Regions from separate parts of the Zea mays genome. Here region 2 is linked to region 1. A link is a contact called in public Hi-C data. All regions are on one chromosome and are shown on one strand. The core of a region is the stretch at or near the end of the contact, and the rest is flanking DNA. Distances in the headings are between cores, read along the strand shown.

Region 1 (4,689 bases), core at 1,336-3,835:
TCTGAACTGTTTCTGAAAAGGCTTCTTTGTTGAAACATGGTTGGCAGCCACACTTATCGGAACAATAACCACCTCCAGCAAAACATGGGCAATAGCTGCAGATGCAAACAGTGATGGTGTATTTATGAGATTTACAGAGCATTCTTACACCCACTACAGTACACCCTTGTTATAGTCAGGGATTTGGCAAGTCATGGCAAGGGGTCTACCTAGGAAACCGTGAGCAGGTGCAAATAAAAACAGTAAATAATAACTAACATCACAGAGGGGAAATGAATGCACCTTACATGGCAACAGATTAAGAATTTGGGATGCAACAAAGAAAATGAACCAAAAGTCCTTTATATATATTTCCAAAGCTCTATATAACAGACAGGTTCTTACTTCATGTGATCACACCTGATGTACTTTTCATGGTTGGGCCTACAATTAGCCCAAACTGGCCCAGTTGAAGCCAAACCCTACATCATCTCCCTCTGACCTAACGCCAAACAAGCCACCACCGTCGCCCCTCACCCCCTCTTCTACCTCTCTCCTCCCTCATATTCCTCATCACCCCACCCCCAAACCCTCACTTCCTTCCCTCCATCTAAGCAGAAATACGACAGCAAGACATAGATGCAACGGGCGAGCAGCAAAAGCAGATCAAGAGGGACGAACATCAGAAGCAGATCAAGAGTGGCAGTGTGGGCAGAGCCTAGGGGCTAGGGCTTCTTAATCTGCCCCCTCCAGTAGCGGAGGGCAAAGAAAAATTATGGTATGGCTCAAAAAATAAAATCTGCAAGGATTGTGAATCAAACTCAAGACCTGCTGCTAGAATAGAGGCAACACATCCATCACACCACGTCTTGTTTTGTTGGTATAGTAGAAGATATTAAAGTTTTTAAAAGTAAGGTATGGCTCATGCCACACTAAGCCATAATGGCTCCTCCGCCACTGGCCCCCTCTCCCCCTCTCAACTCAAGGTGGTGGCTGCTAGGGCCTTCGACATAGCTGAAGGCTCAATGGGCATCAAACGACAGCCAACTCCACCAGTCGATCACCAAGTCTGGTAAGCAGCTCAAGAGGGGCACATGTGCTCTGGGGAGTGACAGCAAGGGCAAAATTGCATGGTGACGGCAGTGTTTAGATCTGCAAAGCCAATCGCTTGGATATAATCCTAACCCAGCCCAGGAATGGACTGATCTAGGGCTCCTCAACATGGAGGCTGCAAAGGCTTCAACCCAGTCGAAGATCCAATGCCTACACAAGTGACACCCAACTCCACCAACCGCATGTCTACAAAGCAACATGCAGTCATGGCATTCACCCAAGGTCAACTGGACTCCTAGGTGTTGACAAGGTAACATACTGAATTGCTAGTTCTGAGTTCCATATAGTTCACATTTTCATCAATGGCATAGACTGGCACATAAAATCCCTAGTAGGGGCATATGGCTGTGACCAAAAGTTTTTCTTCCAAGCATTTTAGCTAAGGAATGAAAAGTATTTGGCCAAGAATGAAAAGAAACATATCAGATGTAATTAACAGGGAATGTGTTTGTCAAACACTGGCAGACTGGCCCATCCAAGTGCCAAGTTTTGGCAAGCTTCACTGGGCACACTCGAATCAACACCTGAATTTCCCATCATTTAGACTAACATCGTTTTGATCTACACAGTTTGCTCCATGGAGCAGTAGAATAAGAAGATGCTGATTCCATCTTAAGACGAAATCAGTAAGTATGACTTTAACACTAGCTCTAGTAGGTTGATCATACAGGTATATGACATCCTATCTTGAGGTCCATGGTTCAGACTTCAGAGTGTACTAGAGACAACCTACAGAGAGACCCTGAAGTAATTGAATAATGTGCAACAGTGCACAGATGCTAAAAATGCGTTTTGGGTTTATTTTGAGAACAACACAGCACTCAAATTTGACAAACACCTGAAATTTACATCGCCTACGAGAGAAGGTTGAGCTTATTGAAACAACGGCCTAAGAGGATTAGACAACAAATTACAACCAAAATCCTGACTTAAACCACTGATTACAAGGAACTAAACCAGTAAAAATCCGCAACAATCCCCTTCCACTGTAACCAAAACGGACATCCCCCCCCCGCTCTCTTAATTAGGCGGATAAGGACATTAATCACTATAGGAAAAACTGACTCCGTACTGAGACTGGCCAACAGAACCAAAACAAAACGGTCGAAACAGTAGGTTTCTTACAGCTTCAAGCATCTGGACTTCTTGCAGGCGCAATGCTTGCACCCGTTGCCATCCGCAGCCTCCTCCACCCTCTGCCTGCTCAGCACAAAACCCCAAAAATCAGACGACTCAGAACGCCGAAGGCGCGCCCAGATCGACAAACCGAAGCCCCCCAGGTCCGGGGCCGCCGAACCCTCACCGCTTGGGGTCCGGCGCTATTGCGAGCTGGTTCATGCTGGATCGCTCCAGCTCGGTCAGTCCGACGGCATGCGTTGACAATTCTATGGGCTCCAGAGTGACCGGGGGTGGCGCCGGTGGCTTCATGGAGATCGGGGTGGCCTCCATGGGAGCGAGCACGAAGAGGTGTGCGCTGAGACACGGGCCCGTATGAACTGGGAAGAAGTTGGCTCCCCTCTTTTAGACTGTGAGGTGGGCCCAGCCTTAGGCCCGTCCGCCCTGGTGGGGTTTGCTTGTTGGGTTTGGTGATTAGATACTGATAGCGCAAAATAATTGCATAGTAAAGTTTAAAATATTAGATAAATAAGTAATACGGCTGGAAATAGGCTACATAAATATATCGAATCTTTTACTGTTTTTTATTAGGTTCAGTTCCCTAGAGATATGTATTAGAGTCTCTGAACTATTCGTGGGTGGGTTTGAGTAGTATGATGTATGTACATGATTTATTTCCTTGTTTTTCCTTATTAAGTGAATATAAAAAAATTCCAACAAAAAGTTTAAGAAATACTAAGGTATCTCCAGCTATCGTTATTTTTGGCTATATCCATCGTTATCTTTTGACTATACCGGTTTGAGAAGGATCCGGGTTTTTTATGTATCGTTTTGTTGTTGGTTGCTGCTATTGTCCGCTATAGCTAACGGTTTGGGGCCGTCGAAATAAAAAAAAAAGTGTCGAGCAACTCCAACAGTTTAGATACAAATTCTAGCTAAATTTAGAGTCTCGAGGGTTGTAAAAAAGATATTCAAGTTTCTATGTATATGTGTATCTAGGCCTGGGCAAAAAGAACCGGAACCGAAATAACCAAGAACCGAAACCGAATTAACCGAACCGAAAGAACCGTTATGAAATTCGGTTCATGTTTTTTAAGAACCGAAATAAATGAGATATTTTCGGTTCTGCACTCCAAAGAACTGAAAGAACCGAAAATCCCAAAAGTATTAGATTCAATTTGTTACATGTGTTTGTAACTTCAGATGTTATTTTATCGACTTATGTTGAACATCTAATCATCCATGTATTATCTATGAAATTATGGTCATTGTGCACTTGTGGTTGTTTGTGGGGAGATGTTGTTGAAATTTTTCATAAAAGTTGTCGTTATTCAGAATTTTAGAGTGGTTGTTACAGTTCGGTTAGAACCGAGGAACCGAACCGAAGAACCGAGAACCGAACTAGTCGGTTCTGGTTTCTTTATCTTGCTATTTTGGTTCTAGTTTTTGAAGAACCGAATTTCTACAAGAACCGAAAAACCGAACCGAACCGAATCGAAGAACCGAACGCCCAGTCCTATGTGTATCTAACTAACTCTCCAATTTTTTAGATGATGACCACTCAAATCTCAACAAACCTTATGCGTATCACTCCCTTTTTGGCGCATGAATTTTCACGGCTGAACCGGTCGTTCCTTGGCGGGGCTTGTCGGGGACCATAATTAGGGGTACCCCCAAGACTCCTAATCTCAGCTGGTAACCCTCATCAGCACAAAGCTGCAAAGGTCTGATGAGTGCGATTAAGTCAAGACTCGGTCCACTCAAGGACACGATCTCGCCTCGCCCGAGCCCAGCCTCGGGCAAGGGCAGCCGACCCCGGAGGATCTATGTCTCGCCCGAGGCCCCCCTCAAGTAACGGACATACCTTCGGCTCGCCCGAGGCACGGTCTTCGCCTAGAAGCAACCTTGGCCAAATCGCCACGACGACCGACCGTATCGCAGGAGCATTTAATGCAAAGGTGGCCTGACACCTTATCCTGACGCACGCCCTTCAGTCGACTGAGCCGAAGTGACCGCAGTCACTTCGCCGCTCCACTGACCAGTCTGACAAGAAGACAGCGCCGTCCGCGTCGCTCCGACTGCTGTGCCACTCGACAGAGTGAGGCTGACAGCGGCCAAGTCCGGCCTCAGGCGCCATAGGAAGCTCCGCCTCACCCGACCCCAGGGCTCGGACTTGGGCTCAGCCCCGGAAGACGACGAACTCCGCCTCACCCGATCCCAGGGCTCGGACTCGGGCTCAGCCCCGGAAGACGACGAACTCCGCCTCACCCGACCCCAGGGCTCGGACTCGGGCTCAGCCCCGGAAGACGACGAACTCCGCCTCGCCCGATCCCAGGGCTCGGACTCGGGCTCAGCCCCGGAAGACGACGAACTCCGCCTCGCCCGACCCCAGGGCTCGGACTCGGGCTCAACCGACGATCTCCGCCTCGCCTGACCCAGGGGCTCGGACTCGACCTCGGCCTCGGAAGACAGACTCGACCT
Region 2 (4,418 bases), core at 664-3,163, 240 kb before region 1:
CCCACCACGTGGATGGCTCCCGGGTTGCCACGTGGCCAGGAAAGACAATATGCTCCAAGGTATCAACAGTGGGTCTGGACCTCCAAGGGAAAGTGCCAGACCCCTGTACGTACGGACCGGACCTCCGGGTAAGGTCCAGGACTTCCACGGGCGTAAGCCGGACCCCTGGGACGGGTCTCGGACCCTTCTGTGTGGGGTCCGGGTCACTCACAGCAAGGTCCCGGGATTCTGGGACAAAGAATACCCAGGCCTTAATCAAGGCCAGGCGGGGGTCCAGAGCCGACACGTGTCCGGACCATACCGTGTACGCATCTGCTCCCCGCTCAGGCGGAGACCCGATGCTGCCACGTGGCCCACTGCCCGTGACATAAGCGAGCGGGCGGAGCCTGACGTAAGGCCTCTGGGCCGCGCGGCCGCTGCATTTATTGCGGATAAGGCGCGCCGCCTGTCTATTCCACTAACAGGTGATGTGCCGCCACAGCATTTAATGAGCCCTGTCCACTCCGCTGGCAGGCGATGTGCCGCCTCGGCATTTAATGTGCTCTGTCCACTCCGCTGGCAGGCGGCGACCAGGCCATCCCGCAGGCGGCGTGCCTGTCCATTCCATTGGCAGACAGTACGCCCGTGCTGCGGCATACACTGTGCCCATCATGACTCGCGCGTTACCGAGGAAGCAGCCGCGAGATATTAATACTATATGCACTACGAACATTATGGCGCTCGGAGATCTTCTGGGCGATACTGACATTTGATACTTCTATAATGTATTCCCTCCGTTTTGCCCCTGGGCCACATGTCGGGGCTCAGTATCATTGTACGTGCCCCCCTTGATCTATAAAAGGGAGGGCACACGACGTTACAAGGCAGACCCAACTTAGGCTCAAGCTCACTTAGACTCTCAGACTCACAAGTTCATACAAGCTCTCAAGCTCAATACACCACACAGTGGAGTAGGGTATTACGCTCCGGCGGCCCGAACCACTCTAAACCCTTGTGTGTTCTCGTGTTCTTCCCGATTCCACGTAACAGACAAAACGCTTAGGTTCCCTCCTCATCTAAGGATTTTGGGCGGGTGCGTTCCGCCACCTGGCCGGAGAATTTTCTCTACGACAATATGTTATAAGCCGTCGCAACGCACGGGCAAACTACTAGTTGGTTTTTATGTGTATGATTAATATGTTGGTGATGAAATTCGATACATATTTATTTTAGATGTTTACGTTGGTAACGAACATGATAATCTTCTTATTTATTTGTAGTCTATATGTTTTTTATTTATATGGTTGTTATGTTGATAAAAGATAATATGTATATGTATGTTGGTTCTACATGAGTTTCAATATGATCGCATGTGTGTTTAATTTTTAGCGAGAAAAAAAGACATGCAAAGAAGAATAAGTTTGGTACGTTTGAAGGTTAAAAACATAAGATATGACACTACGTAAAACTATCTACCTGATTGGTTACTCCGCACCATTCCATCCTTAATCATCTCGTACGATGATTCTAGTTGAGCGTCTGTTTGGTTGACTATATGCAAGGAACATTGATTACATAAGTAGATGCAAAATAAATTATTTTCAGGCTATTTATCTACATCTATACATACGCCAGAAACTGTATCTGCCCGACCAAGCTCGCGTGAGACTAAGGGGGTGTTTGGTTTCTAAGGACTAATTTTTAGTCCCTACATTTTATTCCACTTTAGTTATAAAATTTTAGTTTCTATATTTATCAATTTATATACTAAAATAGAACAAAATGAAGGGACTAAATATTAGTCCCTAGAAACCAAACACCCCCTGAATACGGGTGTATGCGTATCATAGGAAGGTATTCATGTTGGTGCGAGTATTTTGATAAGTCCTGCGACTGAATGAATATTATTGCGGTTGGTGGTCAAAGATAGAAAAACAAAAGCAATTCTATACTACTTCAAGGGGGCATCTGCAAACCTCCCTCTGCGTCCTCGGAAACGGAAGGTGGCCTGGCCCTGGCCGGGAGTGGTTAACCTCGGCGAGCCGCTTTGTCTTCTATTCCCCACTCCATCCTACTCCGCCATGGCGGTGAAGGGGAAGGGTAAGCAGGTGGCCGCCGAATCCCCTGGCCCTGGCGCTGGCGCTGGCGGTGCCTCCGGGTCCGGCGGGAAGCGGCGGATGGCCTCTAGTGACGCGGGGGCGGGGCCCTCGTCGTCATCCGCTGCGAAGCGCCGCCGCCGCGCCGGGGTCCTCCAGTTCGTCGACGACGTAGCTGGCGTCGACGACGATTATGAGGAGGACGAGCTCGAGTCCGAGGATGACACCGATGATGGTGAGTACGGACTCGGTTCGTTCCCCGAGGCATGCGTGAGAGTGGATGGGTCGAGTGGATCCATCTGGGGTTTGTGTTCTACACAATGTGGATTATGTGGGGGTTTGTGTTCTGCGCAATTTGGGATCTCTCTCTCTCTCTCTCTCTCTCTCTCTCTCTCTCTCTCTTGTATCTATTATTCTGTCACCTAGGTTTTGAGGAGTGAGCTGTGTTAATTGATGGGGTTTTGAGGGGTTTTCCCGTCTTAACGACAGGAACCCTTATACAGCACTGCAGAAATTTCACTTCTACCCTAAAAGTTGTAGAATCCGATATTTTAGTAGTGTGGTAGTTGCACGAGGTCGAAATCATCCCTATTTGCTAATAGATAGTAATGCAAATTTTGTTATTTTTGGTTTTGGAGTTAGTCCTTGAGCAAAATGTGATGTCTGACTTTTCTCAGTGTCATCAAGCAGTTAGGCCTTACAGCAAACTGACATTGCACTTTGGCTTAATGTTGTCACCAATTATCTGGTTGCCTAGGATCTATGTTCTATACTAATCATTGAATTAATGTCATTTCATAGTCATATCATACTCTTTCACCGTAAATGTATTTGAAGGTATTATTGCCTAGTGATTGCTCATGTAATCTTGTTTATGTCCACTGCAGGTTTCTTTACTGGTGGGGAACATGCACAAAATCTGAGTCACAAAAGAACTGAAAGGTCACACCCTCTTCCATTTCTTGTGAAGGAAGAGGAGCTTAGTGGCGATGAACTTGAGGAATTCATCAAGAACCGATACAGTAATCGTGTGAAATACGCTGCTGATCGGAGCTATTCTAGAGAAGACGATGACATTTTCTCCATGGATTGTGCACTCAAAGAGCCGACTATTTGGAGAGTTAAATGCATGGTTTGTGATTACCAAACTCTTGACTTGGCATTGCTCGACTAGCATTTGTTGTGGATGTGCTGATTTGGTTAACTGCTTTCCAGGTTGGGCGTGAGCGCCAAATGGCCTTCTGCTTCATGCAAAAATTTGTTGACCTTCGAAAAATTGGTACCAAAGTGCCAATTATTACAGCATTTGCACTTGATCACATAAGAGGGTTTGTTTTTGTTGAAGCGGAGAAGGCCTGTGATGTTACAGAGGTACACAATCTGTTCCTTTTACAGCAAGAGAAAAAAAAGTTCATACATACAGAAAGAGCATGCTGGTTGACATGTAGTGCAGTGCTTATTATTCTATCGCTGTTATGTATAACATACTCCCTCCATTCAAAATTATAAGCTGTATTGTCTTTTCTAGATGCATTGCTTTTACAATGTATGAAGACATAGTGTATATCTAAGTGCATAGCAAAAACTACATATATCTAGAAAAATCAAACCATCTTATAATTTGGAATTGAGGGAGTATAAAACCCTGATATTTTTTATGTGGCCTAGTTTAGCTTTGCTGTTCTCATTTTGTACGCATTTCAAGCTTTACTACTTCATAGGAAAGGAAGGAACTTTTTAATGAATTTGTAAAAACTATTTTAGTAAAGATAATGTTTTCTTTTCTATTAATCTCTATATGTATATGCTTTGTATTTTGGTTGTAAAATGGCTCACTGACCATATGTCCCATGTTACAGGCATGCAAAGGGTTTTGTAGTGTGTACACAAGCAGAATCACTTCTGTTCCTGCAGCTGAAGTTCCTAGCTTGTTATCCAGCCGTACGAAACCATTTGAAATCTCTCGTGGTACATGGATCCGCATGAAGAATGGAAACTATAAAGGTGATCTGGCACAGGTATGATATAATGTGTTTGTGCCGTTTTTTCTTTTCTGGGGGCATCGTTGCTCTTCATATATTTTCATTTTCGATGCTCTTACACCACTATTTTCCTGTAACTTTTTAGGTTGTTAGCGTGGATGATGGACGGAAAAAAGTGATGATAAAAATTGTACCCAGAGTTGACCTCCATGCTATTTCAAAAAAATTTGTAATGCTCGTATACTTCGCGTTAAAATGACTTATTGAATTGATTCCCTTTCTCTATTTATCGAAGTTACTCGAATTTATTTTGCTCCTGGCCATGATTAAGTAGGATATTGGTATCTGGTATCTCGGGGAC

The links. A called contact is a pair of places that touch in the nucleus more often than the background predicts.
Region 2: a Hi-C map of endosperm shows a contact between it and region 1, with 2.4 times the contacts expected there. The contact joins the promoter of LOC103635834 here to the promoter of LOC100282378 in region 1. A contact is called at or near these places in 2 of 25 Hi-C or Micro-C datasets (endosperm and leaf).

The regions. Positions count from the first base shown.
Region 1 is chr8:125,149,073-125,153,761 of Zm-B73-REFERENCE-NAM-5.0, reverse strand. It overlaps LOC100282378, which reads right to left and starts at 2,585. Exons shown (of 6, transcript NM_001155289.2): 1 at 2,396-2,585; 2 at 2,218-2,292; 3 at 1-95. The coding sequence starts at 2,541.
Region 2 is chr8:125,383,917-125,388,334 of Zm-B73-REFERENCE-NAM-5.0, reverse strand. LOC103635834 (Protein RNA-directed DNA methylation 3) reads left to right here and starts at 1,913. Exons shown (of 21, transcript XM_008658209.3): 1 at 1,913-2,310; 2 at 2,963-3,207; 3 at 3,291-3,446; 4 at 3,935-4,093; 5 at 4,203-4,286. The coding sequence starts at 2,061.